Linked DNA regions of Oryctolagus cuniculus: region 1 is linked to region 2. A link is a contact called in public Micro-C data. All regions are on one chromosome and are shown on one strand. Each heading gives the region's core, a stretch centred on a gene start, on an enhancer-like site or on the middle of the called end of the contact. The rest is flanking DNA. Distances are from core to core; before and after follow the strand shown.

Region 1 (4,953 bases), core at 1,945-4,444, 44 kb after region 2:
TTTGGAGTAAAGATGGCAAAAGGAAATTTTGGGTCTACATTCAGCTTGAAGTGCACCATTGTGATCTGTTATGACAACTCTAGCAAACAACACGGGGAGCTTTCATCAGTGCAACCTGGGGCAGGTGTCCGTCCTTGGCAGGAATGGAATACTGCAGCTGGCCTTGTTTGGAAGACTTGACTCCTCCAGTTGCTGGAGAAAGTATCAGGCCTCCCTGAACCATAAGGAAGGGAGAATAGGGGAAGAAGAGACGACACTCCAGTGCAGTTTGAGCAGACAGGAATTGGCTTAGTCTCCATAGATTGCTCTGGACTTTGAAATGCTCTTTTAAATTTTTTTTTCCTTCACATTAGTGGATGTCAACGTTGGCTTCATTTTTTAACTACCTGGTAGCACATCGCCTCAGATCAATTAAATCAGAGGCTCATGGGGGATGGGGACCTGGACATCAGCATTTTGACAGTTCTGATGTGTTGCTAATGTACAGCCAATATTGTCGAATGTTACCTTATGTAGAACATTATTTCTTAGTTTGGGGACAATTGAAGGTGACATTGGTATTGTCCTGTAACTAGCTTCAATTTATTATTCAAAGTAGGAAACCGAAGAGTGGAGGGGGTTTCTAGGAAAGATGAAGTAATTGTGACATCACTCTTGAATATTTCCATGCTTCCACATAAGGACAGAGAGAACAACTTAATGGAAAAGCCAAAATCCACAGATAACATACACAACCAAGCTGGGTGCAAAATATACCAATAAGCTACAAAATAAAAGCAGACAGGTCTGGGACAAGTGTTGTGCCACAGCAAATTAAGCTGCCTCTTGAGATGCCTTCATCCCATATGGAAGTCCTGGCTACTCTGCTTCCAAGCAAGCATTTTGCAAATGGGAGGCAGCAGGTGGTGGCTCAAGTACTTGGGTCACTGCCACCCATATGGGATACTTGATAGGAATTCCTGGTTCCTGACTTTGGCCTGGCCCAGCCCAGGCTGTTACAGGCATTTGGGGAGTGAACCAGCAGATGGAAGGTCTCTTTCTTTCTCTGTCATTCTGCCTTTTAAATAAATAAATCCTTTAAAAAATAAAATAAAAGCAGGCAATAGCAAATCAGACAGAGCCCACATGGTTGATGCAGAGGGAAGCAACTGGTTGTCCGAAGCATTTTAGACAAGGTAACCCACAAAGTAGTGAATTTGAGAACAGCAGCTCCCTCCCAAGGCCATGCCCTGCCCAGTAGAGAAACTTCTGGAAGTAGAATCAGTGGAGCAGAGTAGACAATAAAAAACAAAGGAAAGCGAAGGTAGCACCAAAGTGGGGGAGGGGACCAGAGTCATGAATGTTCACAAACTAATCAACCCCAAATTATGAAAAATAAAACTAAACTTTTGAAGATTATTATCTCTGGCAGTAAAATTTCTGTAAAGTTCCACTTATGCACTTCTTGTTATTTAATACTTTGTCCAGTAACTTTATTGCTATTGTATTTTAACCTGTAATGTATGCATTACCAAAGATATACATAGTTAGTTTAATTATAGTAAAAAAAAATAAAGTATGAGTGCATGAGTTACTTTATTGTATCCAAGAGGCAGTGCAAGTAGGACTAATGTGGAAATCACAGAAATCAAGCCCTGTACATCTTGTGAACCCAAACCAGGTCATTGGAAAGGAAAGTAGGCTGTTTCAAGAAAAGCTATGTGTAAAACAGAAGCTCCTGGTGTAATGCTTTCTGCTGCAGACTTGGTATCATCTACATACTTTGAAGCCAATAAATGGTTAACTATCTGAATGGATGAATGAGTGTACAATGTCCAAAAAGTTTAAATCAGTTTGTTAAAAATCATTCTAAAAAAACAAGTAAACATCAGGGGAATGAAAAAAAATATATTTAGAACTTGACCAGGATAATACGATAATGCTGGACTACCTTGGCTGAATTAGAGGGGCCTGAATCAGTCACTGTAAGGTCAGGTCCAGATCTTGTCTGCTGTTGACAAACATGTGAGAGACACTTTAGGAACACATGGAATGTCTCAGCATTCTCTGCATGTGATCCTTGCCTTCTCCTTTCCTCAGAATAATAGGTCAGAATGCAGGTAAAGGAATCTGGTCCTTTCTATTTAGAAAATGAAAGAAAAATTTGAAAACTCCAGTACAACTATTGTCAGAAACTATGTATTGGTTAAGGCTTTGCCATTGGAATGAATCCATGTTTGACAGTGACCCAACCATTTTCTCTTTTTGTGTCCCCATAAACTGCAATTTCTCTGTCTGTATAATGGGTCTGGTAATTGTACCCATCCTGTTGTGATGATAAAATGAAATAATGAATATAGAGTGTTTAAACAATGCCAAGAAAATGCTGCTAAACATAATAATCATTTACCAATAACACAATCTCAAGGGTGGATGGCAACACCCTGGTGTGAAGAAAAAATTCCTTTGAAAACTACTAATATAATTAGCCTTAAGTTTCATTTTTACTAACATTACTTCATTCTTTGTATAAGTCAGGTTAATATATCCCTTATTCATGTGAAAAATGAGGAGCACTCATATGTGTAAGTCACATATGCATTTGTTGCTAATTAGAAAAAGGATTAGGCTTTTCTTTTTTATTTGCCTATTAAAGTTTCAGGGTATTCTTCAAATAAAGGGTAATGCTAAAACTAAAGTCACCCGCTGGTGGGTGAAGGCCTGTCCAGACAGCTCCTCTTCCTCGTCAGAGCCTCGCCCTGGCAGAATATGGGCACACCTCTGAGGGTTTGGGCTGCGGCCCACAGGCAGGACCACAGATTGATCAGCTGATCACAGAAAAGCCCCAGGTTCATCTTAACACGCATGCTCTAAGCAGTCCAAGCCCTGTGTACTTGGTAAACAAGCCACCCTCAATTTTAGTCTTGGCGTCAGCAGGGTACAGCAGCCACCTGGTTTCCTGTGCATGGTTGCAAATGACTTGGTTTGAGTGATTTCCCACTGAGGTGACTAAATCAACTGGTAGGCCCAGTGTTTGTGCAGACAAAGACTCAGAACCTGTTTTGCTTGGTGCAATTTTAGTGTCTGCAATCTTTCCAGTCATTTTGGTCTGCAAGCTGTTGGCCTTGAGAATTATTTACATTTTAATTAGGACCGCTCAACCCCCTCCAAGAGAGGCAAGCAGCTTATTTACTTCCTACTGGCAGCCTTCAGAGGAAACAGCTTAGGCAGGCTTGCTGAGCCACTGAACCAAAATAAAGTCACTTGCAGAAGAGCAAAACCATGTCCTCATTCACCAGCTTTGCCTCGCTCGCCTCTGCTGGGGCTTCTCATGGGTCCAAAACAGAAATGAGTTGCTCTAAGTAGCAATCAAACCACTGCCTGGTTCTTTTTTCCTCTCCTTTTTCTCTGGATGAAGCAAACTTTCAAACATTTTATTTGCATGTATGTATAATATTTATTGAGCATCGCCACGGAGTGAGATTGTTCTGTTTCTTTTCAGATGTGTTTTATCCTTTTAATCATTTAACCTTTTTCTTGTTTATGAAAAGGTATTTTTAAATATGATTTAGCTTCATCCCTCCTCCAAAACAGACAGAAAGCAAATTTCCCTTGATGACCCAAGGCAGTCATTACAAATTAGTCACTGAACTGTGCTCAGATACCCACAAGGGCTACAGCCACAGGAGGGCATGTTTGCCCTGATATTAAATAATTCCCCAAAGCTACATTCTGAGTTCTTGTTTCTGCCTTTGTCTCTTTCTTCCCTGTTCAGCCACCTGTCTCTAAGGTTCTCCACTTCTAACTTGCTATTTAATCTGCCATGAACTAGGAAATCAGATAAGCCTGGCTGTTTCCTAGAACTGGGAAGTTAGACAGGCCTGATTCGTAGAACCAAATGCCTGACAAAATGTTCTGTGAGCAAAGGGCCTAAACTTCAATGCATTCTTGGCTGTCAGAATGTATTCGGCTGCAAATAATTGAAATTCCTCATCCATCATGGATTAAATCAAATGATTTATTGTCTTATAGAATGAGAAGACTCCAAGTAGGACAGAGTCCAGGCACAGTACTTGAGGCTTTGTCCTGTGTTTGGGTGATTTGACCAGCTCTGTCTTCGGTTAGCTTCCTCCTCCAGCCACCAGAAGCATGGCCATGGTGGTTCTGAGGCACATCCAGATGCAGCAGTGTTCTAAGGAAGCAGAGATGATATCAACTTCCAGTTTTTCTTTTAGGAGGAGGAAATCTTTTTCAGAGACTCCTCAGCCAACTTCCCCTACAGGGTCCAGATTGATCACTCCTAACTCAACACTGACGAGGGGGATGGAATTCTCATGACTGGCTTTTACTAATCACCATCCACCCAGGATCAGATAGAATCTCTGTTGGGAAAAGGAAAGGACATTGGGAAAGAACCAATAGTACCTGCTAGAAAATGGATATACTTGTCTGCTTGTGATTTTTTTTTTAAAGATTTATTTATTTATTTGAAAGTCAGAGTTACACAGAGAGGAGAGGCAAAGAGAAAGAGAGAGAGAGGTCTTCCATCTGATGGTTCACTCCCCAGGTGGCCGCAATGGCCAGAGCTGAGCTGATCCGAAGCCAGGAGCCAGGAGCTTCTTCCGGGTCTCCAATGTGGGTGCAGGGGCCCAAGGACTTGGGCCATCTTCTACTGCTTTCCCAGGCCCTAGCAGAGAGCTGGATCAGAAGTAGAGCAGCCGGGACTAAAACTGGCACCCATATGGGATGCTGGCGCTTCAGGCTAGGGCTTTAACCTGCTGGGCCACAGCGCTGGCCCCTGCTTGTGATTTTTTAAAATTATTTTTTACAGATTTGAAACTGCAGTTAGTTTAGATTTGTAGCAAATCACTTTTAGAAAAGTGAAGAGTTGCTTTAAGATAAAATCAAGCAGTAACCAGGGACATTTAAGTGGGAAACTAATTTTGTCAGGAACATGTAAATGGAGACTGAATT
Region 2 (5,539 bases), core at 3,025-5,524:
GGTAACCTGTGTGTGTGTGTGTGTGTGTGTGTGTGTGTGTTTTTTTTTTCATTAAAATGAGTTCTTCAAACTAAAGCTATCTCATGAACTCAGTGTGAGGTCTTTGTTGTTTTGGTGCCACTGTGGCTTCTTTCTTTAAATATCCTCCAATTTGATAAGCAGTAAGTAGATGTCTGAACGTTACCAAATAGAATGAACTCATCTTCTGGCTCATGGCCCATACCATACTTTGTAATACAACCAAAATGTCTAGGCTAGCATGGAGGCTGAATTACCTTTACACCCTTAGAGAGGATGCTTCCTCCAGGTCAGGGTGGAGATCATTACCAGGGTAGTAGTGTACGGAAGCTCGCATTGCGGCTGCCTGCACCGTACCTAGACTGTGGATAAATAGAGGACCTCAGTTTTCATTGCTGCAAGTCCTTTCAACCAGAGTACAAATTCACCCATAAACAGAAAAAAAAATGTAAACGTAGAGCCTGAAACTCAAATCTCACTTATCTGGCAAACCTCTAAGAGACAGAGCCTACTTCCAATGACACCTGAAAGATACATGTTTCCAAATTCTACACAAAGGGCCACACTGGAGCTGGTCCCAACTGCAGCTTCTTACTGCTCTTTGCCAGGAGAAATTAACTTTCCCAGCCACAGGACAGCATATGCATGCACTACAAACTCGTCAAAGAAAGTATACGCCTTAAAAAAAGGGGAAAAAAAAAAGCTGAGGAAGCATTTATAGTTTATACCTACCAATTATTCTGTAGACAGTATTTGCAATTTATTCAACTATACAAAATTGCATTTTAATACTTACTCCCCAATTTTTTGAAGTTCACCGCCCCTTCCAGTATACAGTGTTAGACATCCTTTCCACATGGATGCATACCTACCGAAGAAAATAAATTAGGTTTTTAGAATTATGTATATTTTTATCTATTTAAATCAAGTAAATCTTCACACTATTTTTGGGAGAGGGGTGAAGCGGATATCAAGCCCTCTGTCTACCACAGTAAATAAAATATATCTAACTTTGATTAACTTGCTACTTACTAAAGAATACAAAGAAAATTCTACAGCCAAACAGTGACACAATTATCAACTATAATTAACCCTAGAAAATAACAAAATCTTTTGCACGTAACAAGCAATTGTTATTCCCAAAATAATCTCAACTTTATAGTCAATTATCAAAAGGAAAGCTTTTAATTACTAGGAATTTAAGCAGAAATTATTTTTAAGTCACAAAAAACAGAATCAATGCTATAATGTTTACTTTTATACTCATTTACATGATCCAGTAAAATACTGACATAACAGTTTTAGGTACAAGGTTGCCAAGCTATTGAAGACTTAGCATAATATAATCAAGTTGCTTTTAAAAACAAAAACAAAAAACAAACAAAACACCACTCGCGAGCGCGCGCGCACACACAAAAACTAAAGTTAAAAATCTTTCACACAGCTGTTTTCAAAATTTGCATCTTTCACATCTGCTTTCAAAATTTATAAATTTCCATAGCAACCTGGCAGAAAAACAAGTGTTTACTCATAACAATTCTGAATGCAGATGACATCATTAAATAATTCTATATACGAAACTAAGAAAAATGTAATCAATATCATAAAATCAGTCCAAGTTTTGTTTTTCCAGGTTCCTTGTACAACTCCTATGGTAACTTCATGACTTTATCAACTAAAGAGTTGAACCAAATAAAGTGAAGTTCATCTTAAAAGATATATACTAAAATGAAGTTTGCTAGTTTCACATTATAAAGCTCTTTTCATTTTAATGAGTTATTTTTTAAAGGCTCCATTCATAGTTCTTAAGTTACACAAAGTGATTGAGACTATGCATTATCACTTCACCTTACTAAAGTAAAAATGTGCATTTTGATTTAAAAAATTTGTTAATTTAACTTTGGTTTGTTTTAAAGAATGAGCATGCTGAAATCGAGTTTGCAGAGTTTCCTAATAAGCATGTCAATATTCAAACTAAGCATTGTCCTAGGTATGCCCTACTTCAACAGCCACTCTTAGGATTCCCAAGAACTTGAGGGCCTTACAACGGGCCAGACTCCAAGCAGTGTTATTTTAGTATTTAGGGTCTAATTATTTCCACTGTACACAAGCAGATGTATTATGGAGATGTAGTAAGTTCTCAATGTCAAAACTTCTTTAGTTTTGAATCTCCCTTTGAGTTGTATTCTTTGGTAATTGTGCTCCTTAAAATCTGATAAAAACTATGGTACCAAATTTAATTTTTGACAAATTTTTTGATGAAAATATCCATTATATGTAAATTTGAAACAGATGCTGTTTTCAGAAAGATATCTGGAGGGTTGGGAAACTTCCAAGTTATGCTAATCTTCACCACAACCTCCCAGATAGGGACTTTTCTGTTTAGGTTGAAAAGACATAATTAGTGTCTTGAGTCAGAGGATGAGAATAAAATGTCAAAGGGCTGACTCTCACTTCCTGCTTTGCTGATACTCTACCTCACTTCCTGCAGATGTTGTAAGGCCTCTAAGATACCATCTACACTCAGCTTCTACTTACTAGATCTCCACCAATTTCTCCTGAAGTGACTGATGACTGAAAACTACTACAATTCTATGGGTCCTCAACACCTTCAAATTCTACCTTCTAGTTCTAGTTCCTCTCTTGGCCTTTTATCTTCCTAAGATACAGATCTGGTGAATTTCTGAAAGCAATCTTTTTAAAAAAAGGGGGGGGGGGGTGACTCAGTTGTTAAAGCCACCGATCTGCAGGCTGAGACTTCTGGAAGAAGGTATCACAGATGTCTTCCTGCCAAACACCTTCCTGGTGACATTCTGGTTTCTGTACAACCCTGCCCTTACATTGTAAGACACAAGAAATGGTTTTTGACACTGAGCCTCCAAGACATTGCAAAATTCCCATCTTATGTTGTTCCAAGTACAAATGTGACACACAGAAAACGGTAAATCCCACAGGTACATTTTTTACTTGTGTCCACATTGTCTCAATAAGAAAGTGAAACATGGGCAGGAAAAATGGAGGGGCGGGGACAACTGTACCGGCTTAAATAACTTACAAAAAAGCGAAAGCACAGGCTCTAACAGTCTACTAAAAAAGACTCAATGACTCCCAGGAGAGTTTTTAAAATACAACCATCCCATAAACTCGGGGGTGCAGTGGGTGGCCGCTGTGGCCTGCAACTGCCAAGGTGTGCTACAGCCCACACAGTCCACGTTAACTCCCAAGGGGCTCCCAACTCCTCAGCACTGCTGAGACCCAGGAGCTGGCCGACCCCGACAGCGCTCCCTGCTCCTCGTGCCCAGCCCACTTGGAAGCACACCTACCCTCTGGTCAACCGAATTATATCCCCTGGCTGTATGAGACCTCCGATCTCATCCCACACGGAAATAGTGATGCTGCCCGTTTTATCTGCTACTTTGCACGATCTCACTTCATGGCCGTCTTTGGTTTTGGTCACGCGTCCTGTGAGGATTTAAAAATCGAAAAGGGGGAAGGAGTGTGTTAGCGAACGAGGTCGTCCAGAAGGGGCTCTCTCACTCCTCCTACACTGGACGCCGGGTTCTGGCCGCAGGTAGGACCCGAGCCCGGGAGGAGGCCACCGGGGCCACGTGGGTGGGGGAGGGGAGGAGAGGGCGCCGCGGGGGAGGGGAGTCCGGCGCTCCCGGCCCCGGGGCGCCCCGAGGGCGGTGGACCCCACTTACCTATCTCCAGCACAATAAAGACGACATTTAAGTTTTTCAGTCCGGGCTTAATATCTTTTATAAAAAGAGGCGGGTCGTTGACCCCATTCATATTGAGGCAGGTGCGGCTACGGCTGCGGAGACACCCGCAGGCAGGGCGGGGACGCGGCTTCCCACCCTCCCGGGACAGGGGCGACCTTGGGCGGGGGTGGCGAGAAGGGGCAGAAAGCGGTTATTCAGGGACCGGGGGACCAGCCCGCACGGCACTCAGCCTAAAAAAAAAAAGAAAACGAAAGAAAAAAAGCGCTCACAAGTTCAAAAGAAAAAAAAAAAAAAAAAGACGAACCACTCCGCCCACCAACCCCACTCCCAACCCCGCGACAGGAAGGCGAGCGTGCGAACTGCCCCTATCTTTGGATAAAAGAAAAAAAGGCAGCGAGGGACACCTCTGCCCTGAGTCCCACTCCCACACGGGCGCGCGCCCAGTCTGTCCCCGGGCTCCGGGAAGGGACGGACTGTGACAGCAACACCGGAGCGCAGGACAGAGACACTGCGCAGCCAGCGTCCCACACAGCAACTGCGGAACTCGCCCGCGCGCCGGCTGCTCCCCCCGGGCCGCCCCGCCCCTTATGACGTCAAACAGCGCCGGCACGCCCGCCGCCACGCCCGCCCGGCGCGGGGGAGGGGAAACTAAGGGGCGAGAACAGGCCCCTGACGCCGACGCGGCTTCCGTCGCTCCTCCCCCAGGGGCCGTCAGCGCGGGCCCCGCCCCCTCGGCCCTCCAATCCGCTCTCGGCCCCGCCCCGCCCGCTCTCCTCCCGCCCCCGCCGTCGCGGCGTAGCGTCAGGTCTGCCCTGTCTCGGTTTCCCTGGGTGGCGTTCTGCTGCGGGCTCGCGAAGTTCAGGGACTGCCTGCTTTGTAATTCCGCCGGCGGTGTTCGGGCCCTCGCCCCTGACCTTTAGTCCCGCGGTCACAGGGAAGGGTTGGGTTTAGGGAGCGGTGGCTACGAAGGCTGTGCAGCCGAGTTGTGGCAAAGGGTGGCTGGTCCCGGACGAACGGGAAACGGGCTCGAATGGTGAGGAGGGGTCTGTGGTTACAAGGCTGCGATTTTAAAACCAGAGGGAGCTAGGAAATCAGTCCAGCCGTCTGGTGCTAAGCATGTTTTAGTTGCGATCCGGAAGGGTGAGGTACTTTGCCGAGGGTCACCCAGCAACTTGAGAGCAGGCCGACTGCAACGCAAACCGACCCAGTCCCCTGCCTGTCACTCAAACGCTGGAGGTTACAATCCTTAGAGTGACGTTTCCTGTACCCCTTGCTCTCTCAGATGACACTCCCGCACTCTGCTCTTTGGAAACCCTGAAACATACCCTGGGGTGGGAGTAAAAAGAAAGTGAATGAGGCTTGCTTTGTGCCACGTACACATGTGCTTTAGGGACAATTCCGGGTTCAAACTAGTCAGTGGTTATGTGACCTTTAGGAGAAATGGTGAGGCTTCCTAGCCATGATTTCATCATCCGAAAAATGAGATGAGGAACATTGCTTTACAGAGGATCAAGTGGGATCTTAAACTGTCCGACTAGTGTCCAGCAAATAGTAGATGCTCAATATTTTTCCCTCGCCAATTTTTTGTTATTGAAAAAAAAAAAGACATTAGTACAGTAACAGCTTAAACTGTGATGGTTTAATCTTGTAACTACTTTACGTGGTGACTGCTCATTTTAATCCTCATTTACAGCTGCTGTAACTTGACCGCAGAGCTAGAGAATGGCCAAACTGGGCATTTAATCCAAGCAGTCTTCATCCAGGAGCTCTCCATCCTGCAGGTAATTTTTAGACTTACA

What was found. A called contact is a pair of places that touch in the nucleus more often than the background predicts.
Region 1: a Micro-C map of ear pinna shows a contact between it and region 2, with 3 times the contacts expected there. The contact joins the enhancer-like site here to the promoter of NABP1 in region 2. A contact is called at or near these places in 2 of 6 Hi-C or Micro-C datasets (ear pinna and an unstated tissue).

What each region holds. Positions count from the first base shown.
Region 1 is chr3:48,628,862-48,633,814 of mOryCun1.1, forward strand. No RefSeq gene overlaps it. Among named protein-coding and RNA genes, the nearest start is that of NABP1, 44 kb to the left of the region's middle. Within about 2 kb of position 3,195, at least 3 of the 8 cell types and tissues checked have an H3K27ac peak or open chromatin away from gene starts, as enhancers often do. A contact at or near this core is called in ear pinna, where this site is marked.
Region 2 is chr3:48,583,322-48,588,860 of mOryCun1.1, forward strand. It overlaps NABP1 (nucleic acid binding protein 1), which reads right to left and starts at 4,275. Exons shown (of 6, transcript XM_070070458.1): 1 at 4,145-4,275; 2 at 3,342-3,480; 3 at 815-886. The coding sequence starts at 876.